Linked DNA regions of Pan troglodytes: regions 1 and 2 are each linked to region 3. Evidence: chromatin contacts called from public Hi-C data. All regions are on one chromosome and are shown on one strand. The core of a region is the stretch at or near the end of the contact, and the rest is flanking DNA. Distances in the headings are between cores, read along the strand shown. Region 1 holds the start of CCDC42 (coiled-coil domain containing 42). Region 2 holds the start of NTN1 (netrin 1). Region 3 overlaps STX8 (syntaxin 8).

Region 1 (3,239 bases), core at 448-2,947, 780 kb after region 3:
CAATCAAGGATATGTCTCATATACGTGGCGGGGAGGGTGATTCCAGAAACAGATGGCTTCCTCCTCAAGGGCTGGCGTTGCACAGCTCCTAGGCACGACCTTAAAGAAAGGGAGGGGAACCCCAGATTGACTGTGCCAGCCTCTGTGGATAAACAAGGAAACATGCCCCTCCGAGGAGCTTGAATCGTTCTTGGCGGTCTTATTGTCGCCCTGCTGGGCGTGTTCCTCCGGGGCTCCGGTGGAGAACCACCTCTTGTTTAGGGGTGGGGTGGACATTGTGTGGGTGTGTTCTGCGTGGGGTAGGGACTGTCTTGCTTTCTCTGCTGAGCCCACTGGACTAGGTGGAAGCGACAGGTGTGTGTGATGGTCCGCTCTGGAGGGGAGGCTCCGGCGGAGCGTGGGAGGGGAGCAGGGCTGGGGTGGGCCGGGATGGAGGGCGCGGCAGACGGCCAGCAGGGGGCGCCAGACGACCGGCAATGCGGCGGGGCGGACTGGCCGCGCTCGGGACACGCCCCCGCCCAAGACCCCTAGCCCACCACAACCCACGCACCCCACCCCGCTCCCCCTCCCAGACAGAGAGAAGCGGAACGGGGTGTGTGGCGGGCGTGGCGGCAGTAGCGGGCGTGGCGGCAGTAGCGGGCGTGGGAGGGAGGGAGGCAGAGAGCAGAGGGAGCCTGCGCCTGGCGGGAGCGAGCTCAAGGTCCCGGCCAGAGTCCAGCCAGAGACCCCAGGGCGCCCGCCGCACACCCGCCGTCCCACGCGAAGACGTCCGACCTCCAGCCAGATGAGTTAATGCACGCAGCCTGACGGGATCAAGGAAGGCGGCCACCACGGAGTCAACATTTTAAATAGGGTCATTTCCGTTACCGTGTTTTGGCATTTCTTCCCGTTTTAAGTTTATGCAAACAAAAACGCGCAGGGCCGGGCGCGGTGGCTCATGCCTGTAATCCCGGCACTTTGGGAGGCGGAGGCGGGTGGATCACCTGAGGTCAGGAGTTCGAGACCAGCCTAGCCAACATGGAGAAACCCCATCTCTACCAAAAGTACAAAAATTAGCCGGGCGTTGTGGCAGGCGCTTGTCGTCCCAGCTACTCGAGAGGCTGAGGCAAGAGAATCGCTTGAACCCGGGAGGCAGAGCTTGCAGTGAGCTGAGATCCCGCCATTGCACTCCAGCCTGGGCGACAGAGCGAGACTCCGTCTCAAAAAAAAAACAAACAAACAAAACCAAAACCAAACCAAAACAAAAAACTGGCGCAGGCCCCGAGTCTCTTCTTCTGAGGGGCCTGGCCTGGGCCCTCCTCCTGTGCCTGTCCCCGCGCACCCCCCGCCCGTCCCTCCTTCCCCACCGGGCCCCACCGGGCCCCACCGCGTGCTGGGCCCGCCGCCTGGTTTCTAACCTCCCGCCTCCTCGCGACTCCACCCCTGCCGCCGCTAAGCACCTCCTTTCTTTCTCTGCTCTTCTTCACGGCCTTCTGACCAAGGCCCGGCCCCTCCCTCACCCTCACCCACACCTGAACCCCAGGGAGGCCCTAAGAGCAGGGCGCCCGCACAAGGCCGCTCCTCCACCCGATGCCCCTTCTCAGCCACACTCACCAGAAACTGCCTCTGGCCCTGGGCTCCATGGCAACCAGCATCTAACCAGGCCTAATGCCTTCCCAGAAGTTCCTGAGGGCAAAGGGCAGGAGCAGAGAGCAGGACCCCAGCAAGGGGAGGACCAATGGGGGCAGGGGGCAGGGGGCAGAGGGCAGTGCCTGGACTCCACGTGCCGGCCACAGAACCAGGCAGCCTGTTGCTAGGTAACCACATTTCCCATAACTGCCCCAGCACATCGTCCTGAGCCGCCCAACCTGTCTCCAGCCACCTTCTGTGGAGTCTCAAACTCCATCATCTGTGGGACCCTGAAGGCCGAAGGGAGAAACAAGAGCACAGCCACCACCCCTGAGCCACCTGTGGCTCTGCTACCCACAATTTCACTGTGAAGAGTCAGCTGCCTGGGCCGTGAGGTCACTGCCACCATGAGTCTGGGCATCATGGAAGAGGAAGACCTGGCCGAGTACTTCCGGCTGCAGTATGGGGAGCGGCTGCTGCAGATGCTCCAGTGAGTGTCTGAGGCCTGGCTTGCCCACCCCTCTGTGCCTGGGACCACTCACACCCACCCCATACCTCATCTTCCAACCGTCTGTCCCCTCCTCTCCTGTAACCCAGTGCCCCAAATAACCTTGGCACCAGTCCACCCCATCACGCTGGTCTCCACCCCGTCACCCTCCCCCTGCTCACTCCTGCATGGCCCTCTATGCTTCTCAACACAGCAGTCCTTTCCCTCGGAAAGGGAGAGAGGCCCCTCTGCTTCCCCATGGGTATCTGTCTCCACGGGTTACTCCCAGCCCCAGCCTACCCCATGTCAGAACACACAGCCCTCTCGCGTTCACATCTTGGACAGGAAACTCCCCAATGTTGAGGGGGCGTCGGAGTCCCCATCCATCTGGCTACTGGAGAAGAAAAAGGAGACAGAAATCATGCATCAAACTATGGTGCAGAAGAAGAAGGTGGGGACTCAGGGATGGAGTGCAGAGGGGCAGGAAAGGAAGGGGGTGGGCTGGGGCTCCGGGAGAGCCTGTGGACAGCCCTCCATTGTCTGAGTGGGGTGGCTAGAGCCAGGAGTCCTCTATGGTGATCTGGTCTCTTTGGGGAGAACAGAAAGGATCTGGGTCTTGGGGGTACCACTGTCCAGGGATGCTCTGCTCTGGGCCAGGCATGGGGTGGAAAGTGGGAGGCTCCTATGGACCCTCTTGGGCCTGGGGATGGAGCCTCTGGGGCAGGGATGCTGGGGTCTTCCTTGGTACTCATGTCAGGAGCCCTCCTGACCTCTCTGCTCTCCCACCCCCACCCCAAAGATGTTTCAGCGCAGAATGGAAACCCTGAACCTGCGCTGGGAGGAACTGGGCGTTAAGGAAGCCCAACTGAAGGCTCACATCCAGAAGTCTGAGCAGTTCATCCAGGTTTGAAGGGGTGTGGGCGGCCGCAGTGGCCAGGGGATCCATAGTCCGCAGGTGGGCAAACTGCACTCCTCCTCCTTGCTTCTGCTGACTCCTCGCCCTGAGTTAAAAGCATCCTTAGTGCTCCAACGTTGCCTGGCATGTCTCTAGGCGTCCTTTATGTCCCCCACCTGTCTCTGTAATTTTCCATTTACCTATCAGTCTCTGCTCCCTCTAGATGGCTGTTTCCTATTTCTTTTCCAG
Region 2 (2,981 bases), core at 76-2,575, 520 kb after region 3:
GGTGGCGAGCAGGAGGCCGGGGAAGACACCGTGTCACCTTCCAGGCCGCGAGGGCGAAGGGGCTGATAGCACAAGGAACTCGGAATAAAAAGTCTGTGCAGGTCGACCCTGTTTCTACTATCTATGCTTGTGCATTGAACTCCATTCACAATTTGGGAGCCCCAGAAGCTTGCCGTGTCGCCTCGGGCACGCTCCGGAGGGTCTGGGCCGCGGGCCCTCCTCTTTGGCGAACCTCGGGGGTTTTGGACGGACGCTCCCGAGCCCCAGCTCCGCCGTCCGCGCCTTGAGCAGTCGCCTGCGCCTCCTTCTAGATGCGCGTTTGATTTTCTAATCAATCTCTTTGTCCCCTGCGGCCTTCACCCGAGTCTCCAGTTTCCCCGTTTCCCTCGGCCCCCGCCTGGGTCCAGCTCTCGCCCGACTTTCCCGTCGAAGGCACTCGAGTGAGTGATTCCCGGGAGCCGAGGCCGAGGCCGGCGGGTCCGCGGCGCGGGCCGGAGCTGTATGGAAATGGCCAGAGGAGCCGGCGGGCGCGGCGGCGATTTATTCTGGGAGTGACAGCCCCTTTGAGCGCTCGGCGAATGGCATTTTCTGTCTGTGAAAGCCTTTCTTCCCACCTCTGTTCAGATTAGCCCGGGGGATGAATGCACCCATTATCCAGCCCGCTGACCATTCTGAAACGCCAAATTAATTACTAAGCACTGAATCAGGCGCCGGGGCCGGGGCACCGGGAGGTGTGAAAATAGCGAGCGGCTGGAGATGGGGAAAGCGAGGGGTGCAGCGCCGAGGGGGCCGGGCGGGGTGGCCCGGGGCGCGGGCGCGGCGGGGCCGGGGCTGGCTTGGCCGGCCGCCGAGCGCGACCTGCCGGCGTGACCGTGCGCGACCGCGGGGCGAGCGGGCTACAAAGGACCCGGGCGGGCAGGAAGGCGCGGAGCCGGGGTCGCGGCCCGGAGCAGGCTGGGGCTCGCCGAGACCGCGGCCAGAGCGCGCCAAGTGCGCAGGACGCGGGGCTGGGGCTCTGGCGTGCGCCCCTCGCCGCGCACCAGTGCCTACTTTTCCACGCACCGCCCGGGATGGCCGCCCCCAGACGGCCCGGGCCCGCGGCCACCCCCGCCATCCCCGCGCAGGCTCTACGCCGCTCCAGCTGCCCTCCGAGGCCTTCAAGAAAACTTGGGCGCCGCCCTCCGACCGCAGCCCCAGCCAGAGCTTCCCGAGCGCGGGGCAGCCGCGGGCCGCCCCCACCCGGCCGCGACTCGGGATCCGCGGGTGGCACTTACCTCCCCGAGGCGCCGGCGGCAGCGGGAGGCGAGCTCTCCGCGGCTCCCGCTCGAGTGCGCGGGGCACGGAGGAGCGCGCGCCTTTAAGACTCTTCCCCGAGACTCCGCCAGGTGGTGTCACGCCGGCCCGGCCCTCGCGGCTCCTCGCCCCGCGGCCACCCGGCTCCCCTGCCCATCGCGGGCAGAACACCAGCCTCCCGCTCGCACCCTGCGCCCCGCCGCTCGGGCTCCAGTGGAGCTGGGCCAAGATAGAATGCGTGTAACTTGGGACACACAACTATCCAACAGAAAGCCACCCAACCTACACACTCTAGCTTTGGTTTGTCTGGGGGTTGCAGGGGTCTTTTTGTTTGTCTGTTTGTTTGACCGAGTGCTAGGGGTAAAAATGGGGAGGAGAGAGCTGAGAAATCTGACCCAAGGACGTGCGATCATGTCCCCACTGCCATCACCAGCGACAAACCTCAATTCCATGCTAACTGGTCTTTTTGCCCTTCATCCAAGATGGTCCGCTGACACGCCTCCCCCAATTACCATTAAAATGACTGAAGAGATAAAATAGAGGGAGAACTGTCGCCACTTAACACTAGGGGAATGCGTCATTCACACTCCTGAAACTTAGAAAAGTTTAAGAGGACCCGAGGGATGGCTGAAGGAACTCCACATTCATCAGGCGAGAAGCAGGAGCCGGCCTGGGAATCCCCAGCACAACACTCCCCCGGTGCGCCTCCTCCAAGCTCTGGGTACGTGTGACAGTTCACCCGCGAGGCCGGCGCCTGGGAATCTCTGCCGAGCTTAAGGCTGCTGGAGGACACAGGTTTGCCGGCATAAACTAGGACCCTAGCTTCAGGCCATTATTAAAATTTTACATCATATGCTTGCTCTTTGAAGAATCATTTTTTGACATTGGCATTGTGATTTCAAACTACGTTCATAATTAACTCAGTTTTTCTCTTTTTTTGGTAGTGGGTGTGTGTGGGGGTGGGGGGCGGTGGGGGCGCAGGGTCCTGCTCAGTCATCCTGGCTGGAGTGCAGTACAGTGGCGGGATCATGGCTCACTGCAGCCTTGACCTCCCAGGCTCAAGAGATCCTCCCATCTCAGTCTCCCGAGTAGCTGAAACCACAGGTGCATGCCACCACGCCCGGCTAATTTTTAAAACACTTTTTATTTTGTAGAGACAAGGTCTCAATGAGTTGCCCAGGCTGGTTTGGAACTTCTGGCCTCAAGTGATCCTTCCATCTTGGCCTCTCAAAGTGTTGGGAATACAGGTGTAAGCCACTGCACCCAGCCTTCTAACTCAGTTTTTCTGCCTACATTGTTTATTGTCATTTCATTTATGTAAATGACTTCCTCATTCCTGAGTTCCTTATTTTGATTAATTTCTCACACCACTGAAATGCTACTTTGAGTAACCCTTGGGGGAAGGGTGGATGGACGGTGGATTTTTTGAGTCTTCGCATGTCTCAGATTGTCTGTTACTTTATACACAGACAGTAGTTAGATATAAGAGTCTAGGGTCATAATCCTTTATTTACACTTCAACTCTCTAAAATAAGCATGTTGCTAGCGTTAAACAGGGAAGCAAATGTAAAGCACTTACCGTGTCCTGCACCTAAGACGTAGTAGAGGATCCATGACTAACTATTTATGACTATCCTTTATTAGTTATTGATTCATTGTCTGTCTTGTGCTTTTTTTTTTTTTTTTTT
Region 3 (3,002 bases), core at 172-2,671:
CACAATTGGTTGGATATTTTATTGCATTTTACCTTTACTTTATAAAATGAGTGAGAATGGAAACAAGTACAGTAAAGTGAAAACAGTAATGTTGAGACAAAGATGGAAATCATTAGGCATGCCAAATGCCTAAAGCAAATGTAGATTGCTCATCTTGACTGGACACTCAACGGATTGATCATAACTGTGTTTGGTTGTGAAGAACCAACTGGAAGAAGATGGAGAGTTGTTATTGCAGATGGTGTCAAAAAGGCATGGCTCTAGGAACACCAACTCCCTCATATTGTATAAGTTCTGTTGACTTTTGCGCATTTGTTTCTCTTTAAATATATATATGTGTGTGTATATATATGTACATATATATTTAATTGACATATAAGTGTACATATTTATGGGGTACAGTGTGATTTTTTTTTTTTTTTTGAGATGGAGTCTCGCTCTGTTGCCCAGGCTGGAGTGCAGTGGTGCAATCTCGGCTCACTGCAACCTCTGCCTCCTGGGTTCGAGTGATTCTCCTGCCTCAGCCTCTCAAGTAGCTGGGACTACAGGCACACACCACCATGCCTGGCTAATTTTTTTGTATTTTTAGTAGAGATGGGGTTTCACTGTGTTAGCCAGGATGGTCTCGATCTCTTGACCTTGTGATCCACCTGCCTCGGCCTCCCAAAGTGCTGGGATTACAGGCGAGAGCCACCGAGCCTGGCTTACAGTGTGATATTTTGATACATGTATATAATGTGTAATGATCAAATCAGGGTAATTAGCATACCCATAACCTCAAACCTGTATCATTTCTTTGTGTTGATAACATTCATAATCCTCTCTTCTAGCTATTCAAAAAACTGTAAATTATCATTTGCTGTATTCACCTTAGTATGCCACAGAACACCAGAACTCACTTCTGCCATCCAGCTGTTCCCTGTCTCCCTTAACCAACCTTTCCTTCCCCCAACCTCTTGCCCTTCCCAGCCTCTGGTAACCACTATCCTACTCACTGCTTGTATGATATCAACTTTTTTTTTTGAGATGGAGTCTCACTCTTTCACCCAGGCTGGAGTGCAGTGGCGCGATCTCGGCTCACTGCAAGCTCCGCCTCCTGGGTTCACGCCATTCTCCTGCCTCAGCCTCCTGAGTAGCTGGGACTACAGGCACCCGCCACATGCCCAGATAATTTTTTTTTTTTTTTGTATTTTTAATAGAGACGGAGTTTCACCATGTTAGCCAGGATGGTCTCTATCTCCTGACCTCGTGATCCACCTGCCTCAGCCTCCCAAAGTGCTGGGATTATAGGCGTGAGCCACCGTGCCCGGCCGATAGGAAACTTTTTAAAGCTTCCTCACAGGAGTGAGAACCAGTGCATTGTGTTTCTAAGCATGTTGCATGCATCATGTAATAGAGAAGCTGCCTGCAATAGTTGGCCCTCCTGGACTGTTGTAACTAAACTGTAACCAGCAGATGGCTCTCAGTCACCATAAATATGGTAGAGCAGCTCATTCATCTTTTACTTGGAATTCTTGTTTTTTGTGTATCACCCCTTTTTGCCCCTCTTCTGCTTTTAAGGTACCATGATCTGCAAACATTTAAGGTACAGAAGTGTTCCTTTTGGTTTTGTTTTTTGCTTAAGATGGCCTGTGTGACTCTCAGGAGCAGTGCCCTAGGGTTTCTGAAATTTGAGTTGGAGACCCAAAAAAATGATGGCCTTTTCCACCCTGTATTTCTATTCTTCTGTGAACTGTTTCATCAAGGTTTTCATTTAGTGTTAAAACTTTTTATTGGTAAATTTGGTAAGCAATGAATAGGAAAAAATAGGATTGCTTTTAAATTAGAACAATATTTGATTGTAATAGATTTTAAAGGTGCTATAGTGAAATTTCCTTGGATATTATGTAAGGAAGATATTTTCCTTGTTCTGATTCTTATTTGTTCTGGACTAATACTCAATGGAGATTATTCAATTTGAACAAAAAATATTTTGAGTATCAACTTTGCAGTCGGCACAATGTTAGGCATTTATTGTCCCTTGAGTATTAGCTCCATGAGGTCAGGTATTTATGTCTCTCTTGTTCACTTACAAGTCACTAGATTAGTGCCTGATACATAGAAGATATTCAGTGTTTGTCAGATGGATGGATGGATGGAAGGGTGGATGGGATACAGAAAAGAGTAGGACAGAGTATTGGACTGAAAGATGTTAACAGTTTAGTAAATATGGCTACAGATATTCCTACATAATCATGATCTCTTGAAGGACCAGTTTAACTCTGGGGTTGTTATTAAGTGCTGTGTTGAAAATTGAAAGGTAATGAAAAAATTTCCTTTTCCTGAAGTCGCGTCAGTTTCTTCAAGTCACATAGGTTTGGCAATCTTTATTCCCTATATCCAGTCTATTCATCAACACTTGTGGAATTTCCCTTGAGCCACTATGTTAATTGTCCCTTTCTCTCTGTTCCCTCTTGTCACTTCCCTTGTCCAGACTCCTGTTACCTCCCACCTAAATTACCACACTGGCCTTTTGGCCTGCCTGTCTGACTGCAGCCTCTCTTCCGTGTAATCCAGTCTGCGTATTGTTGCCAGACTTCGTCTCTAAAGAAATTCTGTCAAAGAATCTATTTCTAATTGAAATTTGAGCCTCTGTGCATCTTTATATTCACAGAAAGGAACTACCAAAAAAAGTTCTGAAAAAGGAATTACCCTTTTATATCATAGGAGTGTTTTCAAATCTATAGGCAAGTCTAGTTACGAAGCTTTGCAGACTCAGCTCACTCACACCCCAGAAATATCTTCCCTCATCCTAACTGCAAACCTCCCTGTGGTCTGTGAATACTCAAACACTGATATTTTTTCCAGACCAAACAAACATTTTATATAGTCACTTTGACATCTTTTTGAAACGCTAAGAAAGGCTAAAGAAAGCTACTTCTTGGAATTCACTGCTATTTCAATTCTTTATTCAGTTGATAAGAACGCCCTTCCTATGAACTCTAACAAGCTTCAACTTCATT

Evidence for each region. A called contact is a pair of places that touch in the nucleus more often than the background predicts.
Region 1: a contact with region 3 is called in a Hi-C map of stem cell-derived neural progenitor cells, with 6 times the contacts expected there. The contact joins the promoter of CCDC42 here to the enhancer-like site in region 3. A contact is called at or near these places in 1 of 7 Hi-C or Micro-C datasets (stem cell-derived neural progenitor cells) and 1 of 1 datasets of contacts at active chromatin or transcription factors (stem cell-derived excitatory neurons).
Region 2: a Hi-C map of stem cell-derived neural progenitor cells shows a contact between it and region 3, with 8 times the contacts expected there. The contact joins the promoter of NTN1 here to the enhancer-like site in region 3. A contact is called at or near these places in 4 of 7 Hi-C or Micro-C datasets (blood, induced pluripotent stem cells and stem cell-derived neural progenitor cells) and 1 of 1 datasets of contacts at active chromatin or transcription factors (stem cell-derived excitatory neurons).

Annotation. Positions count from the first base shown.
Region 1 is chr19:61,958,496-61,961,734 of NHGRI_mPanTro3-v2.0_pri, forward strand. CCDC42 (coiled-coil domain containing 42) reads left to right here and starts at 1,698. Exons shown (of 6, transcript XM_511851.5): 1 at 1,698-2,098; 2 at 2,441-2,546; 3 at 2,895-2,999. The coding sequence starts at 2,016. It overlaps LOC107969257 (a long non-coding RNA gene), which reads right to left and starts at 1,680. Exons shown (of 4, transcript XR_010153281.1): 1 at 1,594-1,680; 2 at 1-99.
Region 2 is chr19:61,699,257-61,702,237 of NHGRI_mPanTro3-v2.0_pri, forward strand. It overlaps NTN1 (netrin 1), which reads right to left and starts at 1,326. Exons shown (of 7, transcript XM_024350490.3): 1 at 1,275-1,326.
Region 3 is chr19:61,179,045-61,182,046 of NHGRI_mPanTro3-v2.0_pri, forward strand. All of the region lies in intron 4 of STX8 (syntaxin 8), which reads left to right. Among named protein-coding and RNA genes, the nearest start is that of STX8, 54 kb to the left of the region's middle. Within about 2 kb of position 1,422, at least 3 of the 24 cell types and tissues checked have an H3K27ac peak or open chromatin away from gene starts, as enhancers often do. A contact at or near this core is called in stem cell-derived neural progenitor cells, where this site is marked.